7 separate regions of the Mus musculus genome follow, and regions 2, 3, 4, 5, 6 and 7 are each linked to region 1. Evidence: chromatin contacts called from public promoter capture Hi-C data. All regions are on one chromosome and are shown on one strand. Each heading gives the region's core, a stretch centred on a gene start, on an enhancer-like site or on the middle of the called end of the contact. The rest is flanking DNA. Distances are from core to core; before and after follow the strand shown. Region 1 holds the start of Slc4a8 (solute carrier family 4 (anion exchanger), member 8). Region 2 holds the start of Soat2 (sterol O-acyltransferase 2). Region 3 holds the start of Eif4b (eukaryotic translation initiation factor 4B). Region 4 holds the start of Krt18 (keratin 18). Region 5 holds the start of Faim2 (Fas apoptotic inhibitory molecule 2). Region 6 holds the start of Krt78 (keratin 78). Region 7 holds the start of Racgap1 (Rac GTPase-activating protein 1).

Region 1 (3,919 bases), core at 587-3,086:
AACACACAATCCTCCTGCCTCAGGAGGACTAGGACTACAGTGTTTTGTTTGGTTGACTTTGGGAAGCAGGGAAGGTAGAGTGTTTGTTCTGGCATGAAGACCTGAATCCAGACTCCCAGGACCCGTGTTAAAGCATACCAGCATTCGGGGCGGGTGAGAGGACCTCACCATAGGCTGATCCCAAGGGCTCATGGCCAGCTGATGTTCAGTGTAAGAACATGTATGAATAAATAAGGTGAATACCAGATATCAAACTCTGGCCAGCCACCACATGAGTGCTCGGGCACACACACACACACACACACAGGCATCCACACACAATTCTTACTTCTAGCCAGGGTATGGCTCAGTGGTAGAGCCTTTGCATAGCAAGTAGAAGGCAGTCCATCCCCAGAACCGCCAAAGGCAAAAAAACCAACCAACCAAACAAACAAAAACGCTAATTCTCCTTTTCTACCAGCTGGAAGAGGCAAGAGCATGGCCTATTTTTGCTCACTGTCTCCCAAACAAAGGTTGACTATAACATAGCATGTCATAAGATCAGATGGGGAAAGGTTTTCCAAGATCTTAGATCTATTTTTGTGACTGGCAAGCAAAGGCTACTTGCCGGGAAGAGGGGCAGGGTGTGTCATGCCCACTTCATTCACCACATGCAGGAAGTTCTCCATGCCTCCTCCCAGAACCCACTCCTGATGTCAACATGGCATTTGCTTCCAAGACCCGCCACCCTTCCTGCTTCGGTACTAGTCTCCGGCTCAGCTCCCTTCCCTCCTTCAAACCCTCTTGGCACAGCAGTAACCACACCTGATCGGGTTTCACAAGAAAGCCGGTGTGAGAATTCAAAAAGCTACTACTCACTGGATATCACACAATAAACTGTGTTTCACGGAGTCCTTAAAACAGCCTTGTGAAGTAAACCGTACACATATTTCCATTTTAATAGATGGGGAAACCGAGGTTCCAAGAGACAGGTAGCTTACTCAGATCGCGAAGCCTATGAGAAGCAGGTTGGAACCTGTACCCACTGACCCTTCACACCTAGTCCAATGCTTCCTAACATTAGCCGCCCCTGTTGTTCTAGGTAAGGCTGGTGGTGTCGGCGCTGTTGACACCTCACGGCTCCCCTGGTTCATGTGCATCCATACCCAGAACTTGTCAGCTGTCTGGGCAGCACGGAGGGATCCACAAAGCCGGCTACATTCTCAGGGCTGTTCCCAGCCTCCCGGTCTTTGCAAGGTTTCCTCTGAGTCACTGAGGAAACAGAGTCAAAACACAAAGACCCGCGCAAGGTCCCTGGATTCCCTCTCGTCCACCTACAGCATAACTAGGCAAGGCCAGAAGCCGGTGTGGGCCGCCAACCGGGACCCGCGGACAGAGGTCACTGCTCCGGGACACCGGGCAGCCGGCGACGCAGGGGATGCTGCAGTGCCGGCGGCTCCGGGCTCGGCCCAAGGTCACCCTCCCCGGCCACCCGGAGCGCCCCCTGGCGTCCCGTGCGGGCCTCCCCCCTGCCCTCGGGGACACGCCTGGAACCCCGGCTGGGGCAGGAGCGGGGCGGTGGGCAGAACACCGAGGCTGAGCCGGGGAGGAGCGGGAGGCGGGGCCCACCTGATAGCTGAGGACGCCGTCCGGCTCGTTGCTCCCGGCGGGCATGGCCGGGCGGAGCCTGGTCTCGCCGGTAGGTTCCAGGTTGAGCTGCAGCAGTCCGCGCCCTGTAGTCCAGTGTGAGACGATCGCACGCGCAGCGACCCCTACCCTGGATCCAAGGATCGGTCAACCATCAACCGGCGCCACCTTCATAGCCATCAGCCCGCGAGGCGCCCGCAGCAGCCAATCAGAGGGCGCCCCGAGCAGCCAATCAGCGCGCGGAGCACGGGAGGACGCTGTCCGGCGGTACCCTGGGCTACCAGGAAGAAGGGAGGAGGGCGCCAGAGAGCCAACCCCCTCCCCGCGCCGGTTGCCTTAGAAACCGCCTCCCCCCTTAGGGGGCCTCCGGGCTCCGAGGTCCTTCCTACTGCTTGCTAGGAACTGAAAATCCCTGCCTCTGTTTGCAGCTGCACCTGACTCTTGGGAAAGTGTCAGGTTTACCTGTTCTGATTTTATTCCTCGGAAGATGGGTTTTAAATTAATAGAAAATTTCCCTCCGAAACCAAGATGGCAGGAGGAAGTAATGAGAAGAGAGAGCCTTCTAAAATTACTTTTAACCCTTGAGTTAGTGGCCAGATTGAAGAGCGTTAGAGAGCAGCAGACAGGAAGCAGTCAAAGAGGCTGAGACTCGGGTCTCCCCAGTCTAAGACTGACAGCAGACAGTGGGGGTTGAGCTGAGGGTGATTTCAACGTGTCCAAAAGACATACTGTAAGACGAATTATTGTTCAGCAGCGGAACTAACCGATCTGAGGCGAGGTTGGAAAGTGAGGAGTAAGGCATTCGACTTGATCTGAGTTTAAAAGGAAACAGAGTAGGTTAACCATCCGTAGCTTGAGAGAAAGAAAGGGGCCTTTGTCTTCTGTCTCCTGAGAGTGGAGGTGAGTCCAAGCCATTGAGGGGAAAGGGATCGTGGCAATCAATCTCAGCCTCTGCCAAAACTGCAGAAAGGAGCATGACCCAGTACATGTCAAAGTTCAACCCTTATGGTGGTGCAGGCTCATCTAGCCCTCAGGAGGCTGAGGCAGGATAGCAGCAAGTTCAAGCCTGCCTAGACTTCCTGGTTAGACCTTATCTCACACAAAAATATTTTTTTTCAATCTCCACATATCATCAGTACACACTGTAATCAAAATAAGAAACAAGATTGGGCCTTAATGTCTCTGGAGCTGGGGAAATGGCTCGGTCTAAAAAGTTCTTACCATATAAGTGTGAGGAGCAGAGTTCAATCCGCAGCACCTAGGAAAACTGGGTCTGGAGGCAAAAGCTTGTGATCTCAGTGCTGGGGAAGGTAGAGACGGCAGAGTCCCCGGAGCTTGCCAGCCAGCCTCAGTCTCAACCAATCCATGATGAGCTGCAGACTTGGTGGGAGATTCTGTCAGAGAGTGCTGGAGAGACAGCTCAGCAGCTAAGGGAACTTGTTGCTGTTCTAGAGGACCTGGGTTGGGTTCCGGGTCCTCCATGGAGGCTCATAACCATCCAGAATGCCAGTCCCAGGGAATTTTTTCATCTCTTCTGAGCTCCTCAGGTGCAAGAAATAAATGTAGCACACAGACATAGATGCAGGCAGAACACCAATGCACATTAGAAAAAAAAAAAAATAGCCTCGCAGTGGTGGCACACACCTTTAATCCCAGCACTTGGGAGGCAGAGACAGGCGGGTTTCTGAGTTTGAGGCAGCCTGGTCTACAAAGTGAGTTCCAGGACAGCCAGGGCTACACAGAGAAACCCTGTCTTGAAACAACACAACAACAACAACAACAACAACAACAACAACAACAATAGTGGAGAGCTATTGAGGAAGGTGTCTGCCATCAAACTCTGGCCTCCACATGCATACTTATACATGAGTACACACATAAATGTGCACATGTACACACTCACACACGCATGTGCATGCATGCACATCATTTTTTAAATAAGATTTAAGTATGTGATTACACTGTCGCTGTCTTCAGACACACACCAGAAGAGGGCATCAGATCCCATTACAGGTGGTTGTGAGCCACCGTGTGGTTGCTTGGATTTGAACTCAGGACCTCTGGAAGAGCAGTCAGTGCTCATAACCCCAGAGCCATCTCTCCAGCCATCACTCACATCATTATTTTTGATCATCTATAAAAGGAACCTTGCCTGGTTATCATCTCACAACGTTTTTTCTTTCTATGCCTTTGTACTCCACATAGCTTCAGAGGTTGCTAGGCATCTAGAAGATTGCAAATATATGTATGTTTATTTCAATCTATTTATACATGTATTGAGGTTCAGCGAAAT
Region 2 (3,919 bases), core at 666-3,165, 1.4 Mb before region 1:
CCACCTGCCTCTGCCTCTGCTTCCCAAGTGCTGGGATTAAAGGCATGCGCCACCACACCCGGCTCAAGCCCAGTTCTTTTTAATTTATAGTTGTAAGCAAACCTAACAGATTATTTATCTTAAGTGTGTGTGTGTGGGGAACGCCAGGGCCAAGAAGTGGGAGTGGGTGGGTGGGGGAGCAGGGCAGGGGGAGGGTATAGGGGACTTTCAGGATAGCATCTGAAATGTAAATGAAAAAATATCTAATAAAAATTGAAAAAAAATTGTGGATAGGGGAAAGAAATCTAGGTTGGCATTATCCAAACAATGTTACCAGACAATTTAAGTGAGGTTTTTGAATATTTATACAAAAGCTGCGGCTGCTAAGATATTCCAGTGGGTAAAATAATTTACTATGTAAACCTTGTGACTTGATTTTGATCATGAACTCACAGTGGAAGGAGAGAGCTGACTTCTAAAAATTACACAGACATATACAGACACACAGATACACACAGACATACACACACACAGACAGATACACACATACAGACACACACAGAGACAGATACACGCATACAGACACACACAGACATATACACACAGACACACACACACACACGCAGAGAGATACACAGATGCACACAGAGGAATGCACAGACACACACAGACAGACACACATAGACACAGTACTACTACTACTACTACTACTAATAATAATAATAATAATAATAGGGCTAGAGAGATGGCTCAGTGGTTAAGAGCACTGACTGCTCTTCCAGAGGTCCTGAGTTCAATTCCCAGCAGTGGCTCACAACCATCTGTAATGGAATCTGATGCCCTCTTCTGGTGTGTCTGAAGACAGCTACAGTGTATCATATACATTAAATAAATAAATAAATAAATAAATAAATAAATAAATAAATCTTAGATAAATAATGATTGGGGGGGTTTGTTTGTTTGTTTGTTTGTTGAGACAGGGTTTCTCTGTGTCGCCCTGGCTGTCCTGGAACTCACTCTGTAGACCAGGCCTGCCTCTGTCTCCCAAGTGCTAGGATTAAAGGCATGTACCACAACTGCCTTGGCTACTTTTTATTTCTTAGACAGGGTTTTCTGTAGCCCAATCTGGTTTGGATGTTATTGTGTGGCCAAGGGTGACCTCAAACTACGGATCACCTGGTCTCTACTTCCCAAGTGCTAGGATTACAGCTGTATGCCATCACACCAGTTGCCATCACACCAGTTGCCATCACACCAGTTTTATGTGGTGCTGCGCATCAGGTAGATTGGCACTCTACAAGTTTAGCCACATCCCCAGCCTGTCCTTTATGACTGCCGTGATCCCTCACCTCCATATGTCGAGTCCATTGCACCAAGTCTGGGGTTCCGTGTGTCCTTGCGTTCCCTAGGAGGAAGAACCAAAGGGGACTCACTAGGGAGGAGTTAGGTGTTCTGTGTGCTCACAGCCTCCGTTCCCAGTCAATATTTAGAATCGTGGGTAGAGCCACTAGCCAGGGAAGTGACACACACAGTGGCGAGAAAGAGCCTGATGCAATTGCTGGAAACAGGGGACCCAAAACAAGGAAGTACTCCATTCACCCCTAATGAAGGCCAAACCACGCTCTGAACATTTCTCCATTGCCAGTCCGCGTGCTGGGGGGAAAAGGGCAGAAACTGCCTTCTCTGGCTTCCCAGAACAGCCAGAGGAAAGGAAGTGGCCTTAGCGGCTAGCTCTTACACACACCCATCTCAGGCCCGCCTGAGTGTCTGGAGCGTGGGGGATGGGAGGGCGGCTCACCTTCTCCTCCACGGGCTCCCTTCTCCTGCTCCTCTCCCAGCCCTTCTCTCCTCCGAAGCTGGGGCACCTTTGGCTGCATGGTGCCAGTGTAGAGCGGACAGCACACAGCTGTTGTCTGTCTTCTTCCTTTCTTTCTTTCTCAATCTACCTACAGAGCTTGTGTCCCACTCAGAGATCTGACAACTCCAGGGACTAAAGTCCTTTCCGGAGCCCCGTTGAGGGTTAGATAGGTTATCTGCAGGCAGTGTTTCTCATACTCTGGCCCTGCCTGTGGCTTTCACAGCTCTCTCACCACAACCACTATGATCAGCTTCACGCTATTGCTATTTCACTTTCGGGAGTGAGTCTGTGCATCAGGTTGTGAGGGGGACTTTGCTTCCCCGAGGCTTATCACATAGCTTGGCTCTTCCTGGCTCTCTCTACCAAGACTGAAGGTCAGGGAGGGACCAGAAACATCTTCGTGTACCTTGTAGTCATTTTTCTGAGGGCACAGGATGAGGCCTGTAGTGACATGTGTGTGCAACAATATTTTTGTCAGGAGCTCTATTTGTGTCATGTGTGATGGTCGAGGCCCCTCAGTGTCAGCTCTTCCCTACACCTTGGGTTACCACATAAGCAGAAAGGGCAGACACACACTTATTCAACAGTAAATAGCGCCAGGGGTTGCCTTGCCTACCTATGTAACTTCAGGAAAGTGGACCAAACTTTTTAAGCTTCTTCTGAAAAAAAAAAAAAATTATGGGACAAAATGTCCCTACGTCATCAGGTGATTGCCAGCACAAATAAGGTAGTCTGGAGGTAGTCTGGATAAACCATACAGAGCCTGAGCACATTTGTTTCTTTCTGGTAGGCAGTAGGGCAGGTGAGTGCCTTGGGAGTTCCACTTTGGCAAATTCCTGCTGGGGATTAACTATTAATCCTCCTCCTCCATCAGTCCAGAGGTCAGTGATAGAAGCAAGATTGTAATCACTGTGATCTCGGACTGAGGCCAGGATCTCAGTCAGTCCCACAAGGGAGCTCCGGGTGGGTATCCGGGTGAGGATAAAGAAAGGGCTTGCTGCCTGTGGCAGTGGCAGTCTACTGTATTCCAAGGGCAATGGAAGAGGCTGGCTGTGCTCTGCAGGGAAGGTAGAAACACTATGACCAATGGGAGACAGTGAGCACGAGGCCCCAGATCTGAATGAGACAGACGCAGAGACGTAAGCCAGAGACACCCCCCCAATACTGTTTTATTAGTACACAAGCCAACAGCAATCTTTCTAACTAGCTGTGTAAAGGCCCAAGGGTGACAGGGACAATGGGGTGGGGCGTGAAGGTGGGTCTTGGGGCACAGAGTTATTCATTGCTTCACATACAGCTCAAATGACAGCCCCCTGTTCCTGCTGGCGTCCTGGAGGCTCCCTCGGGGCTTCACCCACTGCTCCTGGCAGAGCACTGAGTGCTTCCTTGACCATCTGGAGACACTGGCAAAGGCTGGCCCATCGGATCCACACACCAGCAGGGGCCACGGCGATTCCCCTGCGAGGAACGACACTGGGGAGAGAGGTGCAGGTCAGGGTGAGGTCCAGGCTTTGAGCAGGAAAGCATCTGAGAGCTCTTAGTTGCTTTACCTACTGAATAGGGCCCACTCTGCTAGGCCAGAGCAATAGCTTTCAAAATGCAGTTTCTGTCAACAGCCCAACATCACTTATGTTAGAAACTTGTGTTCACAGGCTAGCCCAGACCTACTGAGTCACAAAATGCAGAAGGGGCTCCACCAGCACCAGCTCAGACGCCTCCAGGTGATTCCCCAGGGCTCCCATTTGAGGCCACCACAAGGCCTTATCCTAGAAGAGACTTTAAGTCTCCCATTGCAATTGTTGGCCTTTGTTTTTCTTTCAGATCACGCTAGAGATGGAGCCCACAGTACTGCTAAGCAGAGCTTTGCCAACGAGCTATAAACTTCTTTTCATTTTACATTTTGTTTTGAGACAGAGGCTCGTGAAATTTCCCAGGCTGGACTTGAACTCACTCAGAATTCTAGGAGCCTGCCTGGTCCAGGCTTCCTCAAGTCCATGGAAAGATCTCCTGTGGAAATCTCCAGCCCTCTGTCTTCCTACCAGCCCTTCACTTGTAGCCTAGGCAAGTCTTGAAGTTACAATC
Region 3 (3,919 bases), core at 937-3,436, 1.3 Mb before region 1:
ATTTTTTGATTGCACACAGGTTAAAGGACAACCTGCAGGAGTCTGCTCCCACCTCTACTACAAGGATTCTTCAAACTCAAGTTGACAGCATTGGCACCAAGTGCCCCAAACCATCTCCCCAGTCCAGCTATGTCGTTCACCACTAAGAATCTCCCAAGAGGAAATTCATCTAGATTTCTCATTTAGTTAAGACACTAAACTTTAAGCCAAGGAGTATTTTTCACTGATTAAAATACGTTTTTGTAATTTGTAGACGATCCTTTTAGCCATCAATTCCAACTTCGTTCTTGTACTTACAATCTTAATGAGCCCAGCTAGGAACCTGGTGTTTCCAGGACTGTGACTCTGTCTGATCTGCTACCTGCAAACAACGTGACCCTCGACAAATCTTTGAGCAATTTTTCCTCAGCTGGAGAAACCACCAGTTCTTTACATGCTCTCACAGGCTTGTTCAATTAAGTGCTCTACTAACAAAAGCTGTTACCCAGGGTTGGGGATTTAGCTTGGAGTGCTTGCCTGGCACGGCCAAAAACTCTGTTCAATGTCCAGCAATGCAGGGGAGGAAAGGAAGTTCTCATGGCCGAAGGCAGTAGATTCAGTGAGAAAGTTTTCCAAAGACAGAACCCGATTTCCTTGTAATATTAGAAAAGATGGACTTCTGGTTAAGACACTGAATGTTGCCAGGCGTGTTGCTAAACACCTTTAATCCCAACAACCCCAAGGCAAGCCTGGTCAGATAGTCAAGAGCTAAATGAGAGACCTTGTCGCACAGTTTAGGCACAGCAATCCAAAAGGTATTTTTAACAGATTATGCTATAAAAAATAAACTAAAACGAAAACTAATGCTGGGTGTCTAAAAGCCCTCTGGTATTCACAGGTCCACTGCAAATGCCAAAAAAACCCAAAAAGCAAAAAACTTGGAAAACAAAACAAAACAAAAAAACAAAACCCGAAACGACCTCCACAAACCTCACTTGCAATGCAGGGAATATACATTCCACCAAACAAACAAACGCACGCAGAACCTCTAGCCACTATTTTAATAGCACCTTCTGGAAGTTTCCCAGTTATCTGGGAAAATGACAAAAGCTGAATCCTGACACTAAAACTACCCAAAAAATGGAAGTTCTATATAATGCAACGCCCCGATTTCCTTCCCCACCTCTGCCTGGCATATAGTGTGCACTCAATAAAAACTGTTGGTTGAATCAAGAGGTGGAAAGAAAAAGGCACAGGAGAAATCTAGGTGTCTATCCCTACAGCACCTAACACGTGGGAGCACCCTGGGTTCCCTACCCCCAACTATAGTGGGGCCAAACCTAATATGCGTTCGCTTGGGAGTACAGCGGCCGTGCCACGCTCCCAAACCGACTAAAGCTTAAAGTACAAGGTCATAAACGAGCAAAAGCCAGGTCCATCCAGGCTTCCCATCTGGAGTCCAGCAGCGCGTGTTTCTGAGGCGCGCCTTCTCCACCACCTCGCCTCGTCGCCCGTGCCGCGCACGCGCACCGCTGCTTTCATCGGCCCCTCCACAGCCTCGCGCTCGCGTTCTAACTGCACCCCCCCGCCCCCACGAGGGTCCGCAACGGCCTCGCGCCTTGGAGACCCGGCCCAATGTGTTCCGGTCCGCGCGCCAACCGCCTCCTTCCTCCACCCGCGCCTTGGCGCGGGCGCGGTGCTTCACGCCTTTGAGAGCCTCGCGCCTCCCGCACGTCTCTCTGTGCTGCCTCCTCCAATTGAAGGCAGGGTCCACCATTTCTGCCTACTCCAACCTCGCGCAACGGGGTGAAAAGGGTGTGAGGGGGAGGGGAAGGCCTTCCCCTCCCCCTAGACATCCCGAGGCGGTAACCTCAAGCGGCCATGCCGCTAGCCTGCCGCTGCCCCCAGGTCCGAAAGGAGCCGGTGCCTCCTGCCCCCGACCTCCAGCAAGGAGCGGACCAAGCCCGGAGGCTGTTTCCGAGCCTGGTCTTTGGCCACGCTCGGCCGCTCACTCACCTGAGGCCGCCATGTTGGGAGAGGGAGAGAGAACGCAAAGGACCCGGATGAGGCAGTCACGTGATTATAGCGGGCGCGACGGGCTTGGAGACGTGAAACCAGGAGGGGGCGGGGAGCCGAGGACGGAGGCAGAAGGCGGGGCGCCGCCGCCGCGCTGGGTTCGTAAAGCAGCGCGAGGGGGTGGCGCGGCGTCCGACGGGAAGACCTGCGCGACATGTGGCCGAAGGGGTGGAGTCTGAGCTGTCGCGAAACCCTTCGCTTTACGTCGGGCCCGGCGCGGCCGTCCGGTCCGATCTGCGCCCGGGGCGGAGTCTCCTGGCGCACAGACTTGTGGGTGCTGGATCGGCGCGAAGGGCGGGGTCGCACTTGCTGATTCTATGGAACAGAGTGGACTTGGAATCTAGAATGGGTGTGCCACAATTGATTTTTTCCGAAGGGAAGATTCTGAGTTTCTTTTTAAATCACTTTTTGTAAAGACAAAGAAAATATAATGTTCCGTAGAATGGTTTCAATTAAGAAGGTAACATTTGAACCATGGGCTTTTGCCTCATTTAACCCTCCAATGGACTGACAAGGGCCAGCACCGAGTGGCTAGCCACATTTCTTACAGCGAATGCTTCATTTTTTTTAAAAATATATATTTCAAAAAGTGAAACTATTGAACACCAGCCACGTGCCAGGCACTGTTTAACAGACATTTGTGGATATAAAAAGGGATTAAAACTACCTTGAATAAAATACTACAAATGATAAACATTACAGGTAAGTAGGCTAATAGAGTAAAAGGCAGTTGGGTACAACTCCAGATGGCCTGCCCCTCTACAAGAACAGGGAACATTCTTAGCCACTGAGCCACAATTCCAGCTCCTAAAATTTTTTTATGACCCTAAAACATACAAACCATAAAACAAACAAAAAACAAACAAATAAAAACAGGGGTTGGAGAGATGGCTCAGCGGTTAAGAGCACTGACTACTCTTCCAGAATTCCTAGCACCCACATGGCAGCTCACAACTCTAACTCCAGTTCCAAAGGATCTGACACCCTCATATAGACATACATGCAGCAAAACAGCAATGCACATAAAATAAAAATAAATATACTTTAAAAAATGATTTGCAGAAACAGGCATGGTGGCACATACCCTTAATTAATTTATTTACTTATATTTAATTTGGTGTTTTGAAACAGGGTCTCTCTACATAGCACTGGCTGTCCTGGAACTCATTATGTAGACCAGGCAAGACTTTAAATTCAGAGAGCCACCTATCTCTGCCTCCTGAATGCTGGGATTAACAGTATTCATTACCATGCCCAGCTGGCACACATCTCTAATTCCTACAGTTGGAAGGCAGACAAAGGCAAATCTCTATGTATAGAGAGTTTGAGGCTAATTTGGTCTACATATCCAGTTCCAAGTCAGCCAAGGCTACATACACACAGACCCTGTCTCAAAACAAAACTAAACAAAACAAAATAACCCCTAAACCAGCCAACCAAACAAAAACAAAACAAGAAGACAGAAATACTTTTCTTAGCTCAGTATGGAGCACCACATACAAAAGTGGTAATCACCGTGCTTGGTAGATTGAGATAGAAAGATCAGTGGAAGGCAAGCTTTGACTACAGAACAAGTGAAGATCAGACTGGGCTACAAAGAGACAACGAGATCATTTGTCAAGGTTTGATAGCCGTACCTACCCAGTCCCTCTCCTTTAATTTGCTATTGCTTTTCCCCAATGGTTTTCAGCCTGACCACTGTATTAACTTCCTAGCTGGGTTTCTTGCCTGAAGGCTTTGTCTACTGCAATGCATGCAGAATATGGCTGCCACACGTCTTCCTGGAGGAGAGATCTGAACAGTTGCTGAGAAACATGGCCACACTGACATGGACAAAATAAGACTTTTTTTTTTTTTTTTGAGA
Region 4 (3,919 bases), core at 413-2,912, 1.3 Mb before region 1:
GAGTCCATGGATGTCGCTCTCCACAGACTGGCGCATGGCTAGTTCTGTCTCATACCTGAAGGAGTGGAGGTGATCAGAGGGCCTGAACCTTCTCAACCAGTGCCACCTCCATAGACTAGCCCCGTGCCCACCATAAACAGTCACGGAGTCATTCCCTTAGCACGATTCTTGGCCTTGGAGCGTTTGCTTAAACTGGGCTGCACAGATGAAGAGCTAACTCAGTAGTCAATGAACCCTAACCTGAATAAACTTCGGAAAGGAAGGAACCCTACTCTAATACAGTTCTGGGAGTAGGCCATTCTTAGCTCCAGCTGCAGCCCCGGACTTACTTGACTCTAAAGTCATCGGCGGCAAGGCGGGCATTGTCGATCTGCAAGACGATGCGGGCATTGTCCACAGAATTCGCAAAGATCTGGGTGGATTAAAGTGGAGAGAGTCGCTTTGAGAGTTCCGGGTCACATGAGGGTGTGTGTGTGTGTGTGTGTGTGTGTGTGTGTGTGGAGAAGTGGGGGATGAGAAAACACGTCTTGTGTTTCAGTGAATCCATCCCAGTCCCAGGAACAGTCAGAGGCGTGTATTTCTGTCTTCCCTTCCCACCTGAGCCTCCTCTCCCTTCCTGGATTCCTTGCCCCTCTGCCAGGGCCTGCACTATCTGGATTGCTTACAAAAGAGCAGCTTCCAACAAGATTTCTCTGATCCTCTCCTGGCATCTTCTCCAGGTGCACCTGCTAACCCCCCCCCCCCCCCCCGTCCTGGGACGCGCCCCCCCCCCCCACTTGTCCCGCTGGCCCCTCCTACAGGTAAGCTCCTGTTTACTCCTAGATGACTCAGCCTTAGCCACATCCGCTTAACCCTCTAACTGTTCCTACTGGAAAAGAAGTGAGTGTCTGAGTTCATTTTATGATTCCCCCACACACACCTTTTTATTTTATTTTTTTTCCAATCCTGTTCTCTTCCCACTACACTGCTTGGGGGAAGCCGGCTCGCGTGTGTAACCACTACGCTTGGAATTCCTACAGGTTGTGGGTGAGAGTCCAGAGTATTCCTAACTCCGTCCCATAGAGTGTGTGTGGGGGGATGTGGTGAATGTGGAAAGAGTGGAGGGAGTCAACAGCCCACACTCTATTCAAGTTTGGGGGTGTGGGCACACTGGATAGACAGAACAGCCCGGAGCTACTGCCCCTCCCCCCTTAGGCCCCTTACCTGAGCCCTCAGGTCTTCGATGATCTTGAAGTAGTGGCCCCAGTCTCTGACGCCCTGGGGCCCCTTCTTCTCCAGATGTTCCCGGATTTTGCTCTCCAGTCTCCTGTTCTCAGTTTCCAGGCTCTTCACCTTGTCTAGGTAGCTGGCCAGGCGATCGTTCAGGTCTTGCATGGTCTCCTTCTCGGTCTGGATTCCACCCATTCCCGCCAGGCCTGCGGACCCCACAGAGCCACCCCAGACAGAGCGGGACACGGATATCCGGGACCCGGAGCCCCCAGCACCTGCATAGACGCTGGCTGCGCTGCTGGCAGGCCGGACCCGCTGGCTGGGAGTTCGCACAGAGCCCAGGGACCGGTAGTTGGTGGAGAAGGTGGTGGAGCGAGTTGTGAAGCTCATCTTGTCTGGAGAGGAGAGCGAAGCGAGAGACCAGAACAGGAGTTCCGCCGCGGAGGGTGGCAGTCCTCGACCTGTTGTTATATCGCCGCGGGAGGAGGTAGGGACCTCCCCCAGCAGGCCACGCCCCAGCCACCGGAGCCGGGGGCGCCAGGATCGGGATTCCTGTGACCTAACAGGTCGCAGCCCTTCTCCACTTCTGCACACGCCCTCAGCATACCTGCCATCCTCACCGACACAGGGAGTGGATAACTAAGGGGTGCACAAAGGATAGCAGGTGGTGTTAGCCCCTGAGTGTCTGTTTTCAGGGCAAAAAATGGCGTTTTAAATATCCGTTTATTCCGGGCGTGGTGGCGCACGCCTTTATCCCAGCACTTGGGAGGCAGAGGCAGGCGAATTTCTGAGTTCGAGGCCAGCCTGGGCTACAGAGTGAGTTCCAGGACAGCCAGGGCTACACAGAGAAACCTTATCTCGAAAACAAACAAACAAACAAACAAACAAACAAACTCCATTTACACAGACAGAAGAGGGGTTCACTAGGGTGAAGATTTTGTGGCATGTCGCCAGCTTAAGTCTGGGGGCAGTCCTAGAACCCCAGGAATCCTGGGGAAAGAAAATTGGGAGCTCAAAAAGAAGAGAAACACGAACCTGAGGGCAGGTCTCTTGGTTTTTCTGCTCCGGCCCCATGGTTCCAAGACACTGCTGTGGCTCCATAGGGAACCGTGGAAATACATATCCTCAAACGCGTGGGTACACATGTCCTCATTCAACTCATTCCCTGGAGGCTTTATCGGGGCCTTTGTGATTATGTAGAAGAGGTATCCCTATGTCTGGACACCTACCATTTACCTCCTCCTCCTCCTCCTCCTCCTCCTTCTTTTTTGAGACAGGGTCTCATGTAGCTCGGGCTGGTCTTGAACTTTCCATGTAGCTGAGGATGGCCTTCAACTCCTGATCTTCCCGTCCCACTTTTGAAGTGCTGGGATCCCAGGCATGAGACTCCATCACTTTCAGGTTACAGGGTGCTGAGGACCAAACCCAAGGCCTCATACTCCTCAGGCAGACCACTTTACCAGCTGAGAACACAGCCAACCCAAGAGCACATAGATTTAACCAGTATTTGCTAGACACCTTCTAGTAGCTATGGGAACAGCAAGGAAGAGAGAACCACTGTCCTTCCTGTAGATTATACTGTGTCTGGACAGGTTGGGGTCTGAGTCCATAGACCAGATATGTAGAAACAGCTAAGTTTGAACCAGATTGCCTGCCTCTCCATCCCCCACCTCAACCTCTGCCACCCCCTTGCATCTGTCCCCTTCTCCTGCTCCCCGGGCCTTTTCTTCGGTCCTTCCTGGTCAATTTTTATAATGCTTTCTGGCTTTCCAGCTTGTTTTCTGGGGGAAAGAGCCCCTCTGCACCCCCGCACCCCCTCCTCGCCAGCTGGATGACCACTCCTGCTGAATGAGGAGGGAGAAACCCTGAGGTTGGAATCGGTCAGCACCAGGAGCCCGTTTTTCCGGCAGGACTTGGTGTTTGCTATACCTGTGGCCATGCTCTTTGCTCTGGAGTGGACCTATTGATCCTTATCGAGCGAGCGGCCAGCTGAACTGACTGTGTGAGTGCGAGCACACAGAAAAGTAAAATCAGAAGAGCAAGGGGGAGGGGGAGGGGCTACGAAGAACCTAGGTCAGCAGATCAGACTAGAGGGAAGCAAACACAGGGCTGATGCATGCTGGGTGTGATGGATTGTTCGAAGCCTGCCTCCTTCTGGACCGGAAAACCTCAGCGACTCCGTGGGACTTGGCTGGGGAGCCTGGGTGTTGCCAGAGACAGCCAGGCAAATGGAATGCAAAATAACATACAAACAAATGCCCACTGGCTTTGCCTAAAAGCTCCTGGGGAGGGGGTGTGTTTGGAGATCCCAGGCTTTCAATTTTACAAACTCTCCCCCCCCCACCCCCCCCACCCGAGTTCCACAATTGCTCTATTTTATAGAACTATACAATGAAGTGTACCGATGGGCAACTTTTCGCTGTTTTTAAGCTTTACGTTTGTTATCCAACTTGGATACTTTGCTGGTTGGGTGACTTCAGAAAGTCACTAAACTGAACTTCCGTTTTGTTTTTCACTTCTATGGGTAGAAGAAAAAAAAAAAAGAATCGTTTGTCTATCTTCTAGGAGGCAGTGCACGGGAATGTTAATACAGCACTCACTGCTGAAGAAATAGGAGTTACTTATTGCAGAGTGAGGCCTCCGTCAGGAGGGGACGGGAAGGAAGCTTCAAGTCACCGCCAACCACTGGTGGACTTTCAGTTCTTTCAGT
Region 5 (3,919 bases), core at 707-3,206, 1.2 Mb after region 1:
ATCCCCGATGTTCTTTTGGTTAAGCCAGCGGTTCTCAACCTTCCTAATGCTGCGACCTTTTAATACAATTTCTCATGTTGTGGTGACTCCGACCACAAAATTATTTTCATTGCTACTCCACAACTGTAATTTTGCTACTGTTATGAGTCATACTGTAAACATCTGTGTTTTCTGCTGGTCTTAGGCGACCCCATGAAAGGGTCATTGACGCTCCCAAAGGGGGTCACGACCCATAGGTTGAGAACCACTGCATTAAACTCTTTCCACGCACGGTCATTGAATCTCTCTATGGGCCACTGAGATCAACTCTAAAACTGTGCCCATTTTTCAATACTGAAGACACGGAGACTCTGGGCGGGGACCTAGTTTGTCACGCAGCTTTGAAGTACAGGGCAGGATCTGCTTTGGCTTATGCTCTGACCACCACATCTAACTGCCTTCAGATACCAGGGTCCACACAATGGCAGCACCACTTGTACTGAAACACATCATCTGAAAACATGATGATGTTCATAACATTTCCTCCCTCACTTGAGCATTCTCAGGTCACTCGCCTTTAGTCCCCAAATGTTCGAGTACTATATCTGTGCCATACACATTTTAAACCTGCAGGTACCTAGCAATGTAAAACACCCACAAATCACTCCGCTGATACCCTAGTGGGTGGAGATGGGGGAGAGAGAACTAAACAAAACCAATGTGAATCTGAGATAACAGTTGCCACTGGAAACTAAAAGAATGGATGGGAACTAAAAGAAGGGTCCAAGGTACCCGGTTCGGAACTGTGACTAAAGGATGAGGGAGAGCTCTCCACGAAGACCATATCTCAGCAGCCATGAAGCAAGCGAGAAATCAAAACTCACTGTGCCCTGGGTAACAGGCCCTAAGCTGGGTCTGTGTTCTCTCATCCAGGAAGAGCACAGCCTGCACCTCTGACTGCAGGCTCTGCGCTGCTGTGCCAGCTATCTGAGAATGTTACTAGCAACAATCCATTTGAATGCTTTTCACACACCTGCACCTGAAAAAAAAAAAAAAAAAAAAAAAAAAACCTGCTACAGTAAGCTCAGTGCTGAGACAAAGACTCCCACAGAGCAGAGAGCTGCTTTGGGATGACAAAACTATGTAACAAGAGCAGTAAAGCAGGCACAGGGGCTTCCTGAGGCAAGGAGGCAAGTGTAGAGAGGGAGAGAGAGCATTGGCTCAGCAGGAACAGCCGTGCCAGGAGCCAGGGACGACCTGGCAAAGAAGGGCTTAACATGCAGGGGCTGGGGACTACATGACTAAAGGGCAGAAAGCTATCAGCCACTCCTCTCCAGGATATATTTCCCACCTTCTCCTAGGAGATTTGACCCTCCATCCTGCTCTCAGTGCTAGCCCTGGGCCTCTGGGAGACCTGAGGCAGTGCATTCTGCTTCCAGGCTTCACACAGCTCCCACCCTGACAGAACTTGTGTTCAGTGTGCTCTTGCCACTATTACCCATAGGGCTTTGCAACCAATGGAGAACACAGTCCTGCTCTTAGCCTCCTTCTCATAGAGAGATGCTGTAGCTCAGAGAGGGTAAGAGTCTTGCCAAAGTCACACAGCCAGTAGCTGACTAAACTGGGGCTTGAGCCCAGCTCGTGAGATCTGAATCTCACAGAGGCACTGTGGGAACTTCAGAAAGTAGGAATCGGGGTTGACTGAGCCCCTAGGATAAGGCTAAAGAAGAGGGTAGGTGGACTATAGAATGAAGAGAGGATGGAATTAAAATGATGGAGGCTGAGAAGGAACAGATAGAGGAGAGCAAGAAGGAGCTTTGAAGCAGAGCTAGCGATGCCTCCAGAAGTACCTGTCTCAACAAGGATGAAAGAGACAGCAACTGCATTCTCCCAGACACGTCAGGGTGTGGGAGGGGGCGCTATTGCTTCCATTTTACAAGTGGGTAAACCAAAGCAAGGGGAGAGCTGGGGGCTGCTGGACCGGGAGCCCTGGTGGGAGGCAGAGTAGGCAAGCCATCCAGAACTTTCTCAGTCTATGTGAACGCTGAAATAGACGATGAGAGGGCTGTGGAGATGGAGACAAATTGAGGCCATTCGAACAGGGAGGGGGGAACAAGGCCGAAGCTGGTGGCTGCTTGCGCTGAGATGAGGCCTTTATACAAGCTCTGTACACTGGCAGACAGAATCAGCTGGTCGGGTGTCAGGGAGTCCTGGTGCCTCCTCCCACCCCTGTGGACCCATCCACCTGCTGCTCCACGGCGCAAAGCTCCCCGGTCCCCTGGGATGGCTGAAGTGTGTGGGAGAAGCAGAGGAGGCCAAAGCGCATGTCTTGCCCTGCTCTCAGGTCCGCAGCATCCTGCGTCCGCAGCAGCATCTTCCCAGGCCCTCCCCCTCCCCCCGTGTGCGGATGGTACGCTCCGGTAAGCCTGGCCGGGTTGCAGTGGATGTTGCTAGAATCCACGCGGAGGAAAGAAGAGACGCAGGCAGGCTGCGGTGACCCAAGCGGCCACCCCCGCTTCAGGGACCCCTTCCTCGAGAGAAGACATCATGACCCAGGGAAAGGTAGGGGCATGTCCCCGCCACCTGCACCATCCTTCACTCTCTGGACCCCTACTTCCCTGCCACCCTGGGAAAGCTTTCTGAACCTCTTTAAGCATCTTCCCCTGGCTCCAGTGCAAAGGTTCTTGTGGTCTTTTGCTGATGTCAAGAGGACCAAACAGCCCATTTCAAGGAATAGGCTTAGGACTTTTTCCAACCCCAAGGCTCCCTTCCCCTCTTCTGTCTCCCACCCCTTGTTGTGGCATCACAGAACTCAGAGCCTTGGGCCTGGTTAGTAGCCAGGCTGGATGAAAGAAGGAAGGAAAAAGGAAGGGGGTGGGGGAAGGCAGGGGGAGGGAGGAAGAGAGAGAGCCCTTCTTAGGGGGCAGGGTGAGCCTTGAGGGGCAATGCTTGTGAGTGTGTCTTTAGTGCCAGACCCATCCACCTTAGTTAGGGTGATCTTTCACTCCTTCCAGACACCCCCTAACCAACTCCCTTCACTATTCCACTCTGGATATCAGTATATATTTCCTAGGGTTGGAAGTTACTATGGCAACCCTGCAGAAGGATGCTTTGATTTTTGTTTTGGCCAGACATGGGACTGGCTGGAATAAAAACATATTCTCCTGCCTCCCCACATCAATATACCAATTTTAGGTCTGAACTACAGGGAAGGGCCTGGGTAGCCTCGGGTGGTGCAGATGGCTTATGTAACATCAACAGCCTGTGGAATTACACAACCATCAGGGCCTAGGGCGAAGGGGGAGGGTCCTCTAGCCCTCTGTTTAGAGGTGCTAGGGATTGGATTCAGCAGGGAAGGCAGAAGAAGGACCTCCCTAAACCTTGCTTTTTTTTCCTTGATACCAACCTCAGAACTAATGGCAGCCCTGCTCAGATCCTCTGACCCTTCTGTGTTCAAGCTTCTCAAAGGCCTCAAAATGATGTCATTGGGTGATACTACTTCCTGACACTGGCCACTTGGGAATGCCTCCTGTGAGGGGTGGTGGGGTCCCAGAGGTCCAGGGGTGGGATGAGTGGAAAGGTGGGGCTATGGCAGCTTCCTTAGACATGCCCCCCTTTAGTCTAAGTAATGAAGGGAGCCAAGGAGCCTGGGCTCCAGGTCCCATTTCCAGGGGGTAGGAGACACTGAGCTGAGCCCGGGAAATCGAAGCCTTCCCTTCCACGCTCACCCCGTTCTAGTGGTTAGGAGCCAGCTCCTCTTTCTGTTCTGTTAGTTAGGTACCTCAGTTCCTCAGCTGCTTGCTTCCACACTCCCACAGTGTTATTTTGGGGGGGAGCGAGGTGCTATAAGCCTCCTGAGGTCCAATCACCTCTGGGCTGTAAAGGGAGTGAAGTCCGGGGGCTCCTTGATTGTCTCCCTTGCAAGGACCACCTGTCTTCC
Region 6 (3,919 bases), core at 1,018-3,517, 1.2 Mb before region 1:
CTATCTACCTACCTACATATACATCTATCGTCTATCTATTCATTCTATCTATCTATCTATCTATCTATCTATCTATCTATCTATCTACCTACCTACCTATTCATTCATCCATCTATCTACCTACCTACATATACATCTATCGTCTATCTATTCTATCTATCTATCTATTCTATCTATCTATCTATCTATCTATCTATCTATCTATCTATCTATCTATCTATCTATCTATCATCTATCTATCTACGTGTGAGTGTGTGAATGTGTATGTGTGTGTATATGTGAGTTAGTGTGTGTGTGTGTGTGAGCGATGCTACACACGCATCTATGGAGACTGAGGACAACCTGTGAGAGTTGGTTCTCCCTGACACCACGTGGGTCCCAGCAATTGAACTCAGGTGCTAGGGCTTGGCAGCGAGTGCCTTTACCTGCTGAGCTATCTCATAGCCCCTCAAAACAGTTTTGCATTTTCCTGATTGCTAAAGGTGTTGAACACTTTGAGATATTTATTATGCACTTTATCTCTTCTTTTGAGAACCCTCTGTTCAGAACTATAGCCTACTTCTACTTTTTTTTTTTTAAATGGATCATTTGTTTTCTTGGCTCTTCCTTTTTAGTTCTTTATTTTATATATCCTGGGTATTAACCCTCGATCAGATGTATGGCCGGCAAAGATTCTCTCCCACTTTTGGCTTTCAGTTTTATGAGGTCTTATTTGTCAACTGTTGGGCTTAATTCCTGAACGAATGCGTCTTATTGGGAAAGCCCTTTTCTGTACCTGCGTCTTGCAGGGTGCTGATTATGTCTTCTTCTAGCTGTTCAGCATTTCAGGTTTCACACAGAGCTCTGCTCAGAGTTGATCTTTATGCAGGATGATAGATATGGATCCAGTTTCACTCCTCTACACGTGGGCAAAGCTTCCTTTTACAGTGCCTCTGACTGTGGTGGGGGATATTTTGGGGCTGAGGTTTTAGTGGGGTCCAAGTAGATTCCAGGCAGCTCAGTGTGCCTCCCCTTCCTCTATCCTGGCAGCTTTCTCTTGGATCTTTTCTCTCCTCTTTTCTGGCTTCCCTGACCCCTCATACCTTGCTTGAACTTCTTTGCTACCTCTGCCTCCTCAGAGACGTTCTTCATGTCCGTCGATGTCCGTCGAGGCGATGCCGGTGGCTGGGGGCTTTTCACTCCTGGAGGGAGCGGAACCATGTTGTGCACAGCTGTCTGGCTTGGGTGGAGCACCTGTAGGGTTGTGCTAATTGCCAAGAATGATTTCCTCATAGCATCTCTCCAGCGTTTGGTGAGTTTCTGTTTGTTCTCCTTTGGAGTCACATCCTCAAAGACCCCCAAATAGTCCACCCTCAGCATTCACCAGGTGTTCGGAGAGGAAGTGGAACAGGGCCATTGTTGTCCCACTAAAGGAAACCCCATGAATCAGAGATGAGAGGCTTAGCAGTTCCCCGGGAGTAGCTGGACCACCTGCAGGATGAGGAGACCCTGCCTCAGGCTGGAGGTTGGACCACAGTAATATTAGGTGAACATCCCTGCTAGACCAGGGATGGGATCCATCCTGGGAGAATCCCAGACCCTCTGTTTCTGCTCTAGGCATAGTCTCCTAGATGCACAGTTTATTTTGGAGTGGCTGCCACTCATTTATCCACTGGAAGGGCTTCAGCTGGAGGGACCTGGGGTAGTGTGTTGGGAGGAATAGAGCACAGGATTGGCTGCTGCTGTATAGATCCTGGCTAAAGATACCTGCTCGGTGTGGGGCAGGTGCTGTCTCTTGGATGATATTGCTGGGTTGGGCCAAAGGAGGGACTGGGTGCCCTGCTTTTCTGTTCATTTCTACATCATGGTGTGTCCTTGCTGCACAACCTCTGCCAGCCTGGCTGTTCAGGGTCTGTGCTGTCTCTGTGGGGTTGGATCTCACTTTGGGAGCTGTGCTCTCCCTTGTCCAACTTCCCCATGCTACCCTCTCCTCTGCACAAACTTTTCTCACTCTTTTTCCAGGAAGCCTTCCTTGAATACCCCCCAGTAATGTTGATGCCTAGAACCGTGGCTCAGATCTTGAGATGCTTGCATGTTGTTGGCTTCTGGGGCAGGGACTGGGTCTCCTACCTCAGGCTCTGCACGTGCCACGTACCCATTCCCCAGGTGTGTCAGAGCAGGTCAGCCGCAGCAAGTGGCAGACACAGTCAGACTGAGAACATCTTGCTCTCCAAGGCCCAGCCCAAGGACGGGAGGGGATAAAAGTCTCGTGCCAGGGCCCCAGGGCAGAAGCACATACACCGTGACCATCTCCAGTCTGTCTGAAGCTGCGGGCCTGTTTGTCTCTGCCATGTCTCTCTCTCCATGCCGGGCCCAGAGGGGCTTCAGCGCCCACTCAGCGTGTTCTGCCTTTTCAGGGGCTCGGGGCAGGACTGGCTTCAGCAGCAGGAGCCTTAGTTCCTCCAGGAGATGCAGAGGAAGCTCTTGTGGGAGGGCCTGGGGGGCAGAGACCAGGCAAGGGATACGGTTTGGGCAGGGTAAGGGAGGGCCTGGATTTTCCCAGTGCCCTCCAGGGGGCATCCAAGCAGTGACTGTCGACCAGAGTCTGCTGACCCCACTGAAGATCGAGGTTGACCCCCAGTTCCAGGTGGTGAAGACACAGGAGACTCGAGAGATCAGAAGCCTCAACAACCAATTCGCCTCCTTCATTGACAAGGTGAGGGGTAAACAGCCTGGCCCCCTGCCTCTGGGCCTCTCACAGACAACTGCTCTAGACAAGATGAACTAGAGTGAGGAAATCCAACCTCCTGCCGCTTTTTCTAATCACTTCAGTGGCAAGGATGTCCTCCCAGGGTCTAGTTAGAGGCTTTCTGGTTTGCCAATGCCCCGCTATTCCATGGCTGGGACTCAGGGACACAGAGAAGCTGGCTAGTGATGAGAAGGAAGTCTGATCTCTTGTTGCATCCCATCATGGATATGCACAGGTTCTTATGGGAGGGCTTGAGGCTCCTCTGCACAGGCAGGGGTGGAAGGCAAGAAAAAGGGGTCCATAAGAGGGTCTCTAGGCTTCCCTCTCCAGAGGCTGGGCCAGGGAAGTCCCAGGAGTCTCAGGACCCTGTGTCTGGTTATAGGTGCGCTTCCTGGAGCAACAGAACAAGGTACTGGAGACCAAGTGGGAGCTGCTGCAGCAGCTGCAGGGCAATCGCAGCCCTCAGGGTCTAGAGTGCATCTTCGAAACCTGCCTAGCCCGACTCAGGCAGCAGCTGGAGGAGCTGCAGAGAGAGCGAAGGGCTCTGGACTCTGAGCTGAAGACCTATCAGGACCAGGAGGATGAATATAAGTCCAAGTAGGGCAAATGCTTGGGTGTGGTGTCTGGGGGGTGGTGCGTGATGCTCTGCCTGCCTGAGGGTCTCCCAAGTGTCCAGCACCCAGTGTTGCATGACTGACCTCCATTCTGGCTCTTGACTTCCTCTCTCCTCATTCACAAGGTTTACCTGTAATATGTAGAGGAGACTCCCACCCCCATCCAGGCCCAGAGAGACCTGGGGAAAATGTTGAAGGCTCTCTCCAGAGGGCTGAAGCCTAGCCACAAAGGACCATGTATTTGGTCAGGACTGGGAAGGGCTTATTTAAACAACATCTTGATAGCTTTCTCGAGAAATTCCTGTTTAGCAGGCTATGAGGCTGACATGACTCAGATGTGCTCTGGTCTTGGGTGGAGGAAAGTCACTTTAGTGCATACATCCCCAGATCCATGGTGTGATTTATGGCTGGACTGTGGTTCTAGACCCTCTACCTGGGCAGCCTGGTTGGGCAGACAGCCCTGGGCTGAGGGGTGGTGAGGGCTGGAGAGCGAGGGCAGGCCTCTTGCTTCTCCCAGCTGTGGTGGTTTCTACTGTTACATTCTGGGAAAAGGTCATCTCCTTTTGTGGTCCTCAGG
Region 7 (3,919 bases), core at 856-3,355, 1.1 Mb after region 1:
GTGGCAGAGCTAGGATCGAACCCTATGCTTCCTGGAACTGGAGCCTTTGCATTTCCCAGTTCAAGTGGACCCCAGCTCCCAATGCTCAAAACTCAATTTGGAGGTCCTCACCAGTCTGGTGCATCAGGCAAAAGGTGCTGAGTGAGATGATACTTGGCTCCTGGGTTCCGTGGAGGGGTTGGAGGGCAGTGTCTCCATCCCGTTCCCGCCCCACCCACCCCCACTCCAGCCGGCCCATCACCGGACATCGTTTGGAATATGTAGATTGGGTGGTGGGATGGAATACTGCCACCATCTGGTAGAGTTCAACTCACCTGCACTTGAATGACTTTGTTGGGGCTGCCTACCATGCTAAATGCAGCAGTAAATCAAAGGAGTCCTACTGCGGTTCTCTGGAAGCCGATGGACTGGCCAGCAAAGCAAGGGGGTATTTACTGAGCAGATACTTGGTACTGGGACATGTGCTTCATTTTACAAGGATGTCTGAAAGGCCCCGAGAGTCAGACATTGTTTCCACTTATAGATGCCTGAGCCAAAGCACAGCACGTGGAAGGCCCTACAAAAGTAACTAGAAGAATCAGAAAACGATGAGGTAACTCACACAGAGGAGGAAGGGAGCTAGAAATTATAGCAAAAGCACACAGAGGCAGGCAGCATAGACTCCTTTGAAGAAAGCATTAAAATAATAATAATAATAATTCAAGTTGCCCAAAGGACAGATAGGACTTAGTCAAATGAAGTTGGGGGAATGGGCAGGAAGGATGTTTGGGGCAGACGGAACAGCAAGAGTTCTGCAAGCGCTGGATGCTAAGAGTAGCTTGGTGCACTTCAGGACCTGTAGACAGGAGGGAGTCAGGAGGGGCAGCTGGAGAGCCCGGAAGCCCAGGTTAGGGGAGCCCTGTTAAAGACCCTGATCTTTTTTTAAGGAGGAGAAGTGAAACGGTTAATGGTTTTCAGCAAGGAAGAGCCATGGTTGGATCTGATTTTTTGTTTGTTTTAGGCTGGTGTGAAACTAAGTAGCAGAGGCTGGTCTTAATCCCTCAGCCTCCACGCCCTAAGTGCTGGGGTTTCGGGTGTGTGCCACCACACCCACCCAGAACTGCCTTTGAAAATACCACGGTTGTAAAGAGTTCGAGGAAGGGCTCAGTTCCCTTGGTGGTTAGACTTCTGAGGCAGGCCAGGCTGGCCTTGAACTTACAGAAATCTGCTTCTGCTGTGCTGGGGTTAAAGGGGTGTACCTGGATCACTGTTTCTAGTAAACTCTAGCTAGCCAGTATTTTGTCAAGTTGCTAGTAGCCACACCTACCAGTAATTAGTAAATTCAGGAAGGAAGGGACACCAACACAGAGACATAACAAAAAAAGGAACAGAAACATTGGGAACACACTAATAGATTAAGATGAATAGTTTGCTGGTGTACGTAAAAGGCATTTCTGATGTTGGGTCCAGATCTTTCAAAGTTTCAAAGCCTCTGTACCAATACGACGCCAAATTTTAAGTGCCACTTATTAAATGGAATTATAACACTTCATTTTGCATTTCTATTTGTTTTCTTGAGCTGTCTTCCCCCATTCATAGCTACTGGAAAGCAGAGACCACATGATCGGTATTTTTTTCTGATTCCTAGCAGAGTGCTTGCTATGAAGTTGGCATACTTACTGTGCATCAAATAGAAGTCTGAATGAATGCGTGAATGAATGGAGGGATAATTATAGCTCAGTAAATATGGTTAAAATGATTGCTGCTCTGTCTCCTTCTGGAATTCTTCCTATTCTACAGTGAGACCCGAAAACTATTCAGTTATTAGTTTCCAAGGGTCCTATTTGACTGCGTGGGGAAACAGGAGGCAAGAAATAATATGCAATTAGTCAACAGGTCATTAGGATAATTGCAAGAAAGGAAGCTGGAGCCTGGAATGTGAGTCCTACACGGGCCACGAAACACCCACTACTCCCGCAAAATTGTGTGTGTGCCCTTAGTCAAAATGGCCGCCTTTCGGGCGTCTCGCTAATGTAATGCGCATGCCCATTCCGTTTTGCGCCCGCCCCCTGGCCCTGACACTTGCGTCTTCGTGATTATGAGCTCCTCTGTGATTGGCTGGTGCGTGATTTTGAACCGGATCTGGCGGCGCGGTTTTACACTGCCGTTAGTGAGGCGCGTCGCTGGTAGACAGCAGCCCTCCTGGGGCGCGGCGGCCGGAGAGTGAGCGCCGCGGGCCGGACGGGGTTGCGTGTGCGCGGGGCCGGGAGCCTCGGTAAGCCGGTCGAGGTCGCGAGCGAGCGAGCGAGCGGGCGGCGGGGAGGCGGGCGAGGGGAGGGGGCGGCGGGACCCGGCTGCTCTCGGCGTGGCGCTCCTTGCAAAGTCGGGGCGTCCTTTTGAGGCGTGGCCGGCCGGGTGCGGGTGTGGTTCCCTCAAGGTGGTCTTGGCGAGCCCCAGTGCCGGGCGTGGGAATGGCGGGGAGAGCCCCCTCATACCCTTTTCCGAGGAACAGTCTCTTTTGAGGGAGAAATCAGGTGTTTGGGGAACCCGGCGGCCTGACGTGGAGAGCCTCTACCTTCTAGGCTGTCTCCCACAAGGCTCATTAGAACATCCCTAGTTGTGGAGAGTTGGAATGTTGCAAATTCGGAGCCTATCTCGGGTGATTTTTTTTTTCCAGGCCCCCCCCCCTTTTAATAATTTATTGCCCACCTCTGTCACTGACCTACCTACTGTTCTGTGATTTGCATGTGAAACCCTTTGGGGTGTATTAATTTATATGAACAGCTTCCACCAACAGAAAAGCTAAGACTTGTTCTTAACTATAAAACGTAGTGAGAATGGTTATATCACAACGTAGTATTTTGGTATTCTGGATTCATGTTCACTAGCCAGGGTCACTTATATTTGGCTCACTCATTTCCCTTGGAATGAGAGCTTTGTTTTTGTGCCTCAGAAAGAGAGGAAGAAAGAGAGGAAGAGGGGGAGAGACTGACTGCAGTACTCCCAATAGTGTATCGGAAGGTTATTGGATTTACTGTTTACCTTTTAAAGTTCTATCACTCCTAAATAAACTGGACTCCGTGTATGTGTGGTAGTGTCTTATGTAGCCCAGGCTGGCCTCTTGTAGCCAAGGATAACCTTGGACTTCTGAGCCTCCTGTCCTTGGAGTGCTGGGATTACAGGCATTACAGGATAACTTGGAGATTACATGTGTGATCTGCCATTCTCAGTATTTGCTGTGTTGAGGACAGAAACCAGGGGCTTGTCATGCTAGAGAGACATGGTATCAGCTGAGCTACAGGCCAGCACAATTGTACATGTAATTTCACGTAAGACTGTCTTCTACTAACCTTTAAAACCTCTGTGGACTGATGAGGCTGCATGTCAGGCTGCCAGGGTGCAGTAAAGATAGGGACTCTTATGCTGTGTTAGACTTCAGTGCTGTCTGCTGGTCAACTTGGCTTTTGGGTTGATGAAAGGTAGGTGTGTGTTTGTTTCTGTTTTTATTTCTATTCTGAGACAGGGTTTTGCTGTGTGTAACAGCTCTGTATGTCCTGGAACTCTGTAGACCAGGCTGGCCTGGAACTCACAGAGATCTGCCTACCTCTATGTCTCCTAAGCACTGGGATTCAAGGTGTGTGCTGCCATTCTCCGGGTGAAAGGTAATTCAGGCCAAAATTTCATCTGATAGTCACAAGGAGGTGTCTGGTGTGTTAGTGGAGCTAAAGATCACTCAGATAATTTGGCTGCAGATCTGAGACATTCTATCAAACTCTCCACAAATACAGACCCTCCAATCTTAGCCTTATACTTTTTTGGTTCTGTTTGGTTTTTGTTTTTTGAGATAGCTTTATAGAATTATAACATTGACTTTTACCCCTGGGTTTCCCCCCATATAAGGTTTTTATACCATGCTACATTAATAAAAAACCTGTTGCAC

The links. Promoter capture Hi-C pulls out the DNA fragments that hold promoters and counts their contacts.
Region 2: a contact with region 1 is called in a promoter capture Hi-C map of hematopoietic stem and progenitor cells, with 5 times the contacts expected there. The contact joins the promoter of Soat2 here to the promoter of Slc4a8 in region 1. A contact is called at or near these places in 19 of 39 promoter capture datasets (the 3T3-L1 cell line, 3T3-L1-derived adipocytes, the C10 cell line and 13 more) and 1 of 115 datasets of contacts at active chromatin or transcription factors (embryonic forebrain).
Region 3: a contact with region 1 is called in a promoter capture Hi-C map of the SN4741 cell line, with 5 times the contacts expected there. The contact joins the promoter of Eif4b here to the promoter of Slc4a8 in region 1. A contact is called at or near these places in 5 of 39 promoter capture datasets (the SN4741 cell line, hippocampal neurons, liver and 1 more) and 1 of 115 datasets of contacts at active chromatin or transcription factors (astrocytes).
Region 4: a promoter capture Hi-C map of pre-B cells shows a contact between it and region 1, with 8 times the contacts expected there. The contact joins the promoter of Krt18 here to the promoter of Slc4a8 in region 1. A contact is called at or near these places in 11 of 39 promoter capture datasets (the 3T3-L1 cell line, 3T3-L1-derived adipocytes, embryonic stem cells and 6 more).
Region 5: a promoter capture Hi-C map of liver shows a contact between it and region 1, with 3 times the contacts expected there. The contact joins the promoter of Faim2 here to the promoter of Slc4a8 in region 1. A contact is called at or near these places in 2 of 39 promoter capture datasets (hippocampal neurons and liver).
Region 6: a contact with region 1 is called in a promoter capture Hi-C map of 3T3-L1-derived adipocytes, with 6 times the contacts expected there. The contact joins the promoter of Krt78 here to the promoter of Slc4a8 in region 1. A contact is called at or near these places in 2 of 39 promoter capture datasets (the 3T3-L1 cell line and 3T3-L1-derived adipocytes).
Region 7: a promoter capture Hi-C map of hippocampal neurons shows a contact between it and region 1, with 2.6 times the contacts expected there. The contact joins the promoter of Racgap1 here to the promoter of Slc4a8 in region 1.

Annotation. Positions count from the first base shown.
Region 1 is chr15:100,759,664-100,763,582 of GRCm38.p6, reverse strand. It overlaps Slc4a8 (solute carrier family 4 (anion exchanger), member 8), which reads right to left and starts at 1,836. Exons shown (of 25, transcript NM_021530.2): 1 at 1,609-1,836. The coding sequence starts at 1,653. Gm52175 (a long non-coding RNA gene) reads left to right here. Exons shown (of 3, transcript XR_003951485.1): 3 at 657-894.
Region 2 is chr15:102,148,571-102,152,489 of GRCm38.p6, reverse strand. Soat2 (sterol O-acyltransferase 2) reads right to left here and starts at 1,915. Exons shown (of 15, transcript NM_146064.1): 1 at 1,778-1,915; 2 at 1,329-1,384. The coding sequence starts at 1,856. It overlaps Igfbp6 (insulin-like growth factor binding protein 6), which reads right to left. Exons shown (of 4, transcript NM_008344.3): 4 at 2,978-3,310. The coding sequence ends at 3,188.
Region 3 is chr15:102,072,040-102,075,958 of GRCm38.p6, reverse strand. It overlaps Eif4b (eukaryotic translation initiation factor 4B), which reads right to left and starts at 2,186. Exons shown (of 15, transcript NM_145625.3): 1 at 1,996-2,186. The coding sequence starts at 2,008.
Region 4 is chr15:102,025,959-102,029,877 of GRCm38.p6, reverse strand. It overlaps Krt18 (keratin 18), which reads right to left and starts at 1,662. Exons shown (of 7, transcript NM_010664.2): 1 at 1,204-1,662; 2 at 330-412; 3 at 1-55. The coding sequence starts at 1,599.
Region 5 is chr15:99,526,202-99,530,120 of GRCm38.p6, reverse strand. Faim2 (Fas apoptotic inhibitory molecule 2) reads left to right here and starts at 1,956. Exons shown (of 12, transcript NM_028224.4): 1 at 1,956-2,541. The coding sequence starts at 2,527.
Region 6 is chr15:101,952,635-101,956,553 of GRCm38.p6, reverse strand. Krt78 (keratin 78) reads left to right here and starts at 2,267. Exons shown (of 9, transcript NM_212487.4): 1 at 2,267-2,695; 2 at 3,111-3,325. The coding sequence starts at 2,330.
Region 7 is chr15:99,649,842-99,653,760 of GRCm38.p6, reverse strand. Racgap1 (Rac GTPase-activating protein 1) reads left to right here and starts at 2,105. Exons shown (of 17, transcript NM_001253808.1): 1 at 2,105-2,254.